Regions from separate parts of the Zea mays genome. Here region 2 is linked to region 1. A link is a contact called in public Hi-C data. All regions are on one chromosome and are shown on one strand. The core of a region is the stretch at or near the end of the contact, and the rest is flanking DNA. Distances in the headings are between cores, read along the strand shown. Region 1 holds the start of LOC100384655. Region 2 holds the start of LOC100192626.

Evidence for each region. Hi-C and Micro-C count contacts between places; a contact is called where the count stands out from the background.
Region 2: a Hi-C map of leaf shows a contact between it and region 1, with 4 times the contacts expected there. The contact joins the promoter of LOC100192626 here to the promoter of LOC100384655 in region 1. A contact is called at or near these places in 2 of 25 Hi-C or Micro-C datasets (endosperm and leaf).

The regions. Positions count from the first base shown.
Region 1 is chr8:157,813,471-157,818,640 of Zm-B73-REFERENCE-NAM-5.0, forward strand. It overlaps LOC100384655, which reads right to left and starts at 3,214. Exons shown (of 3, transcript NM_001177140.1): 1 at 2,747-3,214; 2 at 2,543-2,648; 3 at 721-1,130. The coding sequence starts at 3,100. The coding sequence ends at 1,039.
Region 2 is chr8:158,075,053-158,080,250 of Zm-B73-REFERENCE-NAM-5.0, forward strand. It overlaps LOC100192626, which reads left to right and starts at 2,538. Exons shown (of 5, transcript NM_001137840.1): 1 at 2,538-2,950; 2 at 3,063-3,121; 3 at 3,330-3,518; 4 at 4,977-5,147. The coding sequence starts at 2,857.

The DNA.
Region 1 (5,170 bases), core at 1,964-4,463:
AGCTGAAACAAGCTAACTAACAAATACTAGTTTATTTTAGCTTATTTGTATTCATAAAGTGATATTTTACCCTCTTATCTTTCTATCATAATTTAACTTACATAATTTAGGAGGGAAACAAATACACCCTTAATATCATCTCAGACAAACATAATGTAAAAAAATCACATAAATACATAAGGGCTATAATTTAGGAGGGAAACAAACACACACTTAAAGCTGATTTGGTGATCAGAGATTTCGAGAGGATCCATAGAAGAAATCTCCTTGCTATTTAAATTTAAATAACAAAGGGATTACTCCCCATAAATCCTCTGATCACCAAATTTGGTGGATAGAGATCACAAGAGAATATATGGGAAAGAAATCCCTTGCTATTTAGGATTCATCTCCTATAGATCCCTCATGAACCATGTCCACTAAATCAGCCCTTAGTGTCGTCTCGAACAGACATAAACAAACACACCCTTAGTGTCGTCTAGACAAACATAATGTAAAAAAAATCGCTATCACATAAACATGTAAAGGCTAGTTTGGCAACTCTATTTTTTTAAAAAAAAAATCTCCTTGAGAAAATAGAAATCCCTGAGGAAATGAGGTTGTCAAACTAACCCTAATACACAGAAAAAAAAAGGGGGGAGAAACAACTTCATGAGCTTGCTATTGCTAGGACACATCCCCGATCATCACATAGCATAGCATGTGAACTCCAGGCCACCTAATGGTAGATTACTTGTTACTAGCAAATATTCCGAACTGTATGCAGCAGTACGTCTATCACTCTATCCTAACTCCTACACATGGTACATGTAGAAATCTTTTACAGAACTTAGCTCTTGCAAGACACATATATGGCCCTCGTTAAGGGTCAGAAATAGGCTTTTTTATTTGATACAGGCAAAATAAGAGGCTCCTAAACCAGTTCTGTCTGAATCTTCAAGCTTTTTCATGCATCATCTATTGCAGATACAGCATTGCGAAATGCTTCCCAGGCTTTTTCATTTGACACGGGCATAAGAAGAGGCTCTTAAAACCAGTTCAGTCTGAATCTTCAAGCTTTTTGATGGCATCCTCTATTGCAGGTACAGCATTGCAAAATGCTTCCCACTGCTCCAAAGTCATACTGATACCTGCACTAGGAAAAACGTTAGTAAAGAATAGAAGAAAAGAGATAAACAATGAGCAATGGCACACAAAAAGAAGCACACCACAACATAAAACAAAGAAGATACGATAGAAATCCATAACAATGGCACCAGAAACACATTTTTTTGGTAAGATGGTACTAACAAACACCTGATAGATCTTAATTTCTTTAGGAACATGCATTTAGCCATGTGGAAATAAATGGGGTAGTGATTAGATACTATTGAAATTAATAAACACCTACCAAAGTTTGAGCTCGCAAAAGAGGGTTCTCAATCCTGATACATTAAAATGTGTTGGAACACGATGGAATAACTCATGCAAAACAATAACCAGATTTTTGACATCACAAGTATGTCATAAGGGATGGCAACTGAGTTATAACTGTTTTGCTATGGAACACGATGCAACATGGATAATACTGAAATGAAATTTTGTTTAGAAAAGGAGTCAAAGCTAAATCAAGTTGACTTGCATTTACACCAAGTCACCAACAAATAATAAAGAAAGAACACAAGTTGTAACATGAAAGAAGAGAGAATTGTCAACTGGTCTATGAACCAAATATTCCAGAGCGGCCAAATATAGTGAATTAGTGATTATTGACTGGCAACTGGCTGCGAACAAATATCATATTGTGTCTGAATATGGTGGGGATATACTTTTGCAGATCAGCTAGCCTGTTGAAATGATTTCCTCAGATTTTTCTTTAAATCAATCCAAATTTCGGTAGGCAGGGGTGCTGATTCAACAGGGGTATACTGAACGTAATGCTGCATTAAAATGATCACATTAAACTTAGTCAAATAACCCATAAAGCAATTAAAATCTCAAATTGACAGTTTTCTTGCCCACCAATTGAAACTTACAGCTAGACACCAGTGGTAAGACAATAACTGCGCTAAAAAGACTTCTGAAGATGCATGAAAATACAGGACTGGCATAGCCTAAAAATAAGTTGATATGATCAAATCACACTGAGACCATAACAGATTCTAGATATTGCTAGTGCAGGAGAATGAAATATACCGTACGCAGTGACAGATTGAAAAAACTAACTGGTATTTGCAGTGTTTCTATATAAAGAAGTCCAACATTTACGAAAGCGTGGATACATAATAGCCACGTTTTGTCTAAAAAGATAGCCATAGGTAAATGACAGACAGATAACACTGGAACAACAACATCACATCATTATCGCTGCTCAGTTCTAAGTTCTGCGAATTGGTGAATTCGGTTTCTGGAAAACTGAGACATTCATTACTATAAGAGTGTAATAAAAGGGTCAAGCCTCAAGGTCCGGCAATATCAAGCTGACATTGCAGATGAAGATCCATTCGAGTGGACATCACATCTAACATTCGAGCAGTAATCCATGGTGCCATGGTGGAGTCACCTTTGGCGGAGGGCATCTCCTTGCCGTCCTTCACGTAGAACTCGCGGATGGACACCAACGACCTGCCCTTAAACTCCGATAAAGTCACCCTCCTCTTGCTCGAAAGCTGCACGCACAAACCCACATCACGCCACAAAACCCTAGCATAACATTCGGATCGATTTGAACAAGAGCGAGAGAGGAGATACGGAAGAAGAAACTCACGCGGCACAGGATAAGGTCACCTTGGTCATCGTACTCTCTCTTCCCGCCACCCTTACCTTCATCCTCCTCCTCATCGTCATCCTCTTCGTCCTCCTCTTCGTGTTCCTTGCCCTTGCTCTCCCTGCCAGTGACGCCCTCCTCCTCCGCCTTCGCCTCCTCCTTGGAGGAGAGTGAAAGTAGGTATTCCTCAACGACGCCGCGGACGAAGAGCTTGCGGTCGGGTATGGAGAGGTCGATGCCGAGGCGGTCGCTGGCAGCGGCGCGGACCTTGTACTCCGTCACGGACTCCATATCGGAGCCCCGGAGGATCTCCAGCACCGTAGCCTCCACATTCTTCTTCGTTGCCTCGTCCATGCCGACGCCACCCAACCAACACGCCAACGTTTCTGCTCCCTTCGCCGGAGTTGGGGAGGGGAGAGTCCACAGGCCACAGCGCACTTCGACTCTGTAATTCTGTATGTCTGAGCGAGAAAATTGGTAGTTGACTGAGGTAAAATGAACTTTTTCATCGTTTTATTTGGCAAGAAAAGTTGGGTGGAGTCTAGGCTAACAAAGGCCAGAGAATATAAAACAAAAATGGATGGGCCGGCCCAAGATTCACAGCCGTACGACCCAACTGTAGACCGTAGCCCACCAATCCGCTTTGTCTCCCACTCTCCCTAAACTTCTCTCGTTGGCAATCGCACAAAAACTTTATTTGTCACAGCCTATTTCGTAGCTTCTTCGTATATTTAAAAACGAAAGTGGTATCAAACAGAACGTCTGTACCATAACATAATTAATTTAGCTGTTTTTCATAATAAACTAAAAGAATGCAATAGTGGAAGTCTATCAAATATAGGTCTTGTTTGGGCATGAGCATAGGTGTTTGTAAAGTAAATTAAGGATTACAAGAAAAGGCACCCTTTAGGTTTGAAAATAGGCATACTAAAACATCTATGGATCAAAGTGAAACAGGTATGTTTCTAGCACTTAGTCAATTATTGAGGTACTAATCATGTTTGACTAAATGATAGGGACCATAAGAAGTCGAGTCAAAAGGAGCAAAAGAAAGTTGGCATAAAAAGGAACAAGTTGTGCTGGACTAGGCGACACTGAACGGTTCGGTGCCATCCACCGGACAGTCCGGTGTCCGTCCGATCGTACTGGTCGCTCTCGGTTTCATCCGAGCACTCTCGGCTATAATTCACCGGACGGTCCGCGCGGAGCGTCGGACAGTCCGGTGTGAAGATAGACAACAGCTATCTGCCACGTCCGCCGCAGCCAATGGTCAGATGGTGCATCGGACAATTCGGTGCCCCCCACCAAACAGTCTGGTGCCCGCTTGAAACAGAAAGTGACCAATCAGGGATCTGTTAACTATTGCACTGTGCAGGTCCGGTGCGCCACCGGACAGACCGGTGCACCCACGGACAGGGAAGGCTGGGAGCTTCCAATTCAAGCTCCAACGGCTCCTAGGTCCCTTGGAGCTATAAAAGGACCCCAAGGCGCCATGGAGCGGTACCTAAGCATACTTTGAGCACACTACAACTCCAAGACTCCGCAACCACGCCTCTGAAGTGTTCTAGAGAGATTTGAGCGCATTTCTTCAGTCGTTACTCTATCGTTTTGTTGTTACGCTCTCTTCTTCACATTTGTGCGTGTTGTTGTTGCGTTGTGCTCTTGTGTGCGTATCTACTCCCCTCCTTACTCCGAATTTTATTGTGGTCATTTGTGTAAGATGTGATAGACTCCAATTTATAGAGATTCCTCACAAAGGGATATTGATATAAGGAAGACAATTGTGACACTCAAGTTTGATTTTTGTATCACTTGAGAAGGGTTGAGAGCAACCCTTGACCAAGGGAGGTCACCACAACATGGAGTAGGCATTGACCGAACCACAGTAAAAATCTTCTTGAGTTCTTTACTCACTTGAAATATTTCTCCTAAGTTCAGTACTCTCGTAAAGGAGAAATCAAGTGAAGAGTTCTCCTTTCTTCTCTCTTCTCATCTAACTTGTTTTAGTTCACACTAACACTTGTGTCGGTACCCTAAATCAGGGGTACCCTCTTCTACAGCATGAAGACGCCGCACCTATGCAACATCTCCAGGCCACGCGGAGGACGATGCCTGACCCCACCGCATGGGCAGGCCAAAGGGCGCCACGTGGCAAGGAAAGACAGCACATCCCAGTATGTATCGTGGGGTCTGGACCTCCACACAAGGACACCGGACCCCTATACATATAAGTCCGGAGCCTCCGAGTAAGGTCCGAACCTCAGCAAGGTCCCAGAACGAGGAAGACCCTGGCGTGAGTAGGGGTCTGGTGCTGACACGTGTCCAGGCCTTGCCCTTCACTTCCCGCTCAGGCGGAGACCCGTTGCTTGTGACCCATGACATAAGCCATCGGGCTGAGCCTGACGTAAAGCCGTGCAGCGCCTA
Region 2 (5,198 bases), core at 1,288-3,787, 260 kb after region 1:
AATCAAAGTTTATATAAATTAGAAAAACAATCCGGTTAGGAATCGTTCCGATCCACCAATCCGGCACAAACGAACAAGACCTTATTATATTGTAAGTTCTAAAATTAGGCTTGGCTCGAGCTTGCTCGTCGCCACATTAAATCTAATTTAAGATATAAATTATATATTTTTGTTATATATAAAATAAAAAAATTAAAAATTACACTAAAAAAATCATGAACATATTTTTAAACTATATCTAACAATATATTCATAAAAAAACAAATCAATAATTTAGTAATGTAATAGTGTCACAACATAACATTTCATGATCTCGTAACCTCTTGACTCGCTATTTGAGTGAGCCATGAAATTAGGCTCGGCTCAAGCTCGCGAGCTTCTCTAAACCGAGCCGACTCTGAGCGAGCCTTGAGTTTTTTCTAACCCTATTGTGCACCACCAGGTAAGGGAAAACGTGCTTATTTTGATCTCGCGCCCGTGGAATTATTTGCACCATGGCTTCATTCATGTTTCCATGTGATTGAATGGCAAAACTAGCACGGAGGAAATTATGAAGTAGAGGAAGTAGAAAGTCGTAACCAAGTTGGTAATTGCTGCATGAGTCAAACTAGCATCGGGAAATGTGGCAATGAAATGGAAGCAACCTCATTAGTAATAATAAGACGACTAAGACTATCTCAAGCACTCTACCCATTTTTATAACAATATTTAAACTTCAGCCTACAAACAGTGCAAAAACAATATAAAATAGTGTTTTAATGACTATGTGGGTAAACTACTGGACACGACCTAATTAGCTATACATAAACTAGAGTTCGTCATTAAATAGTGAATACCAATAATCAAATTTGTGCCATTAAGTATAAGTCTCGCTAAATTTCAAGTGTCTAAATTTTAGTTTTCTTACTGTTATGTCGTATATTTTATGTTAATTAAATTTATAGGTGCAATCTTCTCCTTTCTCCATGCCTTCTCTTATTAAGGAGCAAGGCTCTATCCTACACACCGCCTGGAAAGAAGGGGTGGAAGAAAGGGGGAGGAGAGAAAATGAGGAGAACTAGAGTTTCCATCATCATCTGTCGTCGTTCAACAAGCTAATTTCCTGGAATGGACTAGGGAGGGAGGCTAATTTCATGGTGATCAGTGATGAAGACATCACAAGCTAGTAGGATTAATTTTCTCTCTTCTTCTTCCTTCTCTCTTCTACTCTACCATCTACCTCTTCCTCCAATGGAACAGAGACTTATTTTTCTTCCTTCTTCTCCTTTCTCGTTTATACTCCACCCATATATCTAATGAAGTTTCATGCACGTAGGGGGTCTGGAGCCCCCCTTGAGATCCTCCCTATGCTCGTGGTTGTCAACGTCTTAAATCACTTCAACCAATTCTCGAACAAACAACTTAAATCTTAATGCCATGATGTTATAGTTTGATACATCATAAACAAAACGGTTAGCCTACAAGAATTAGCCACTCATGAAACATGGGACAATATGCTCCAACAGAAAGTCGGTTCATATGCAGTGCGCCTTTAGTAGAGTTCCATTAGCGTCCCATTTGTATTAAATAAGCTGTCATATATATAAGTGCTTTTAATAATTTGACAAAGGTTTAGTAAGATAGAGAGAAGTGAGTTCTATGGAGATGAAATTCTTTTGACATGATGTACCAGCTCTCCGTGTTATAGAATTAAGTATTTACTATAAAGTTACGGAATAAAACTTTCTATTTAAACCCAGTGTTTCATCTATGTTTTATTTCATTCTATACAACGTGCAGTGTTGAAGACAGTAATAGACAACTCACCATAAGACTGGCATGAGTAGTAAACACTAAATAGCGCACCTTGAATTGTTTATAAAGACTGCAAACAAGTTTCACCATGGAGATCACATTGAAGACAGTAGTATGTATGCACGTACATAGATAGCATTGGGTCAATAACTATAGGACAAAAGTAGCCTTGGGTAGTTGGGTCAATAAACTACTTCAGGCTAGCAACGTTTTAGCACATGAAGGGACAGCAAGGGCACCAGGCGCCCACTCCACTCCATCTCGCTGCCAGCTGCTCTGCCCGGCCCGGCCTGGCCTGCATCAAAGGAGCAATGGCGCAGTAGGAGTGCAGGAAGTCCCATTCCGCCTTCGTTTTCCACGTGAGCCCTGCGCGCGTGCAAACAGAAACAGCGCATGCATCAGTCCAGCTCAGGACGTGATCTCCCCCTTGTTTTTTTTTTGCTTGCAGACTCTTGCATCATGTCGGCACCAATAATTCAGGAGCGTTCCTTCAGAGGACGTACCCTGGTCCTGGCGCATCAAATTGCGTCCAGTTGCGGCTGCGTCAGCGTCTGCGAGAAACACGAGGAGCGCAGGCATTGTTTGCAGTGGCCATTTGGGGTGTCTGGTCTCAGCGATCAGTTGATGTAAATTGAGCGGCAGCAAAAGGACGTGCGAGCAACTTGATGCTGCAATCACCGTGCACATGATGATAATATATTTTTCCCTGCTACGTGGTTGGTACCTCTAGCACAAGTGCATATGAACATATACGTCCAGCAAGACCAGATAGTAGATAGGCCTCCCACGACAGCAACTCACCTCCCGGGCCTACCAAGCAGTCTCTAGAAACAAACAAACAGCGGCAATGTGCTAATCTCTTCTGCATTTGGGCACGGCAATCCTGACCCGACCCTCCAGATTTCCCGTCGCCGAGCCACGCGGATCGAGTACCCGTCGAACTCGCCGCTGTCGGATCGAGTACCCGTCGAACTCGCCGCTGTCGGATCGTTCTCGCTTGGGGCGATCAAGCTAACGGGATTTGAGGAGATCTAGGCCAGCCGCGGGCAGCAGCCATCAGCCATGAGCGAGGTGTTCGAGGGCTACGAGCGGCAGTACTGCGAGGCCTCCGCCTCGCTCTCCCGCAAGTGCACGGCTGCATCCGCCCTCGATGGAGGTGAGCATGATTCCCATGGTTAATACGATTCCTCCTCTGTGATTCCGCTGGGGGAGCACCTGCTTTTGTTGATCGTTTGTTTTTGGTCTGATTTCGGTGGGTCTATCCGCAGAGAGGAAGAAGCAGAAGCTCTCCGAGATCCAGTCCGGCGTTGAGGAAGCTGAATCGCTGGTAAATAGATGCCGCGACGCGTTCTGTTTTGGGGATCCCCGGGATATAGGACATTTGGGGAATGGGTAGAAAAGCAGAGATTAGGGATTTTTCGTTTCCGTCGGTGCAGTTTTGGTGTTCCGACGGAGTTGCGAGATGTTTATGTGCCTTAGTCTTCAATTTGGGGGTTGGGGGAAAGTAATTTTATGTTTTTGTTTTGTGTCTGCAGATTCGGAAGATGGACCTGGAGGCAAGGAGCCTACAGCCTAGCATTAAGGCTGGTTTGCTTGCAAAGCTGAGGGAGTATAAATCTGACCTCAACAACGTCAAGAGTGAGCTCAAGAGGATATCTGCGCCCAATGCCAGGCAGGCTACCCGGGAGGAGCTCCTGGAGTCTGGAATGGCTGATACTCTCGCGGTGAGCTAATGCTAGGACTTGACTGTGTCTACAAAGTATTCACTTCAATGCATAACATATCACATCAGGTCAATTATTGTAGATTGCATCAGAGCAAAAACGTCATAGGTCCAATGTCTATGAGCTAGAAATAACTGAAAAATAAATGTGCTTGTACTTTTTAAATGTGGATGTGGTATTTCATATCAGGTGATTTGGTTTGCACTGAAATGATCAGAATTTATCTTTTTTGCCTTGGGTATTATCATACCCATATAAGTGGAATACTAGTTATACAGTCTAAATGATTGATGGTGCAATATCTGTTATTTAGTTGCATTTTGCTTGCAACATTGTGCATCATTGTAACAATGGGCCGTGTGTACTAGGAATTTGTTCAATGAATGGTTTACATGTGCATGTCAGTGAATCCAGCTGGATTACTACATTACATTTTGGGCTTTCACTTCTTTTTTTTTTCAATTTTGGATATCCAAGTTTTAGCAGTACAACTCTGGCAAGATCTTGCCATCATGTTTATATATGCTCTCAGTTCTCACTCAAGCATATCTGACCATCAAGTTTAATCTATGACTTTCCTTGTCTTACTGCTTAGATGGTATGATTACAACTTTTGTTCTGTATGAAATATATGCTATGTATTCAAACATAGTTCCTTATCAAGGTTGACCCTTGATGCGCCGCAGCCACTATTTCTACTTTTATGCTATTATGAACGAAACTTTCTCGATATCAGATAGTTTCACCTTTTCATCCTGATATACTATATTTTAAAATTTTGATTCAAATTCTTAATACTGTACCTTATACTACACCACCGATTGGCATCTGTGTGGCTGATCACCTTTACCTCCCATATGGCCCTTTGTGCTTCACTTAAGTTTAATGATGTTGGTAGCATAGGGTTACCCTTACTGCGATCATCTTCATATTATTAATGGATGAACGAGAACTGTGGAAGACGTGATAGAAGCAAGAAATTTTTTTTGTCTCATTCTATATATCTGTAATATTCTGTTTGTCACTAAATAAGATAGAACCGTTATATTTATAAAAATAAACTTACATGTGATGGATGAGTTTTCTGTTCTTATCTCCAGAACATACTTCTGTGGTCTGACAAAAGTAAATCACACGATAATATTGCTCTATCGTAAGTTATTTGTCAATATCTATTTACATAAGAAATGTTCCTCAAGTAATATAATAGTTCTGGCACTAGCTGAACTTAAGGAACTCTAAGTTCATTTTTTGTTTTGGAATGTTTTATATCTAGTGAAGTGATTGAGTTACCTATATTTCATATTCCTCAATGTCATTGTACAATAGGACTGCTGCCTCTACATTCCTGTTGCATTTATTTGGGTTATCTTGATTTGCTTTATTGAGGCCTTTTGTCTCAGGCTAATTACAGTTGTTTTACTCATGTCATATTTGGGGGACTCTCCCATGGCTCAGGTGTCTACTGATCAGAGGGGAAGATTGATGATGACAACTGAAAGACTGAATCAGTCCACTGACAGAATTAAAGAGAGCCGAAGAACTATGTTGGAGACAGAAGAACTTGGTGTCTCGATTCTTCAGGACCTTCACCAACAGAGGCAGTCACTACTACATGCTCATACTACTGTACGTACCTGTATGACTGCCTGAACAGCTCTACCTATTATATAGATTTAT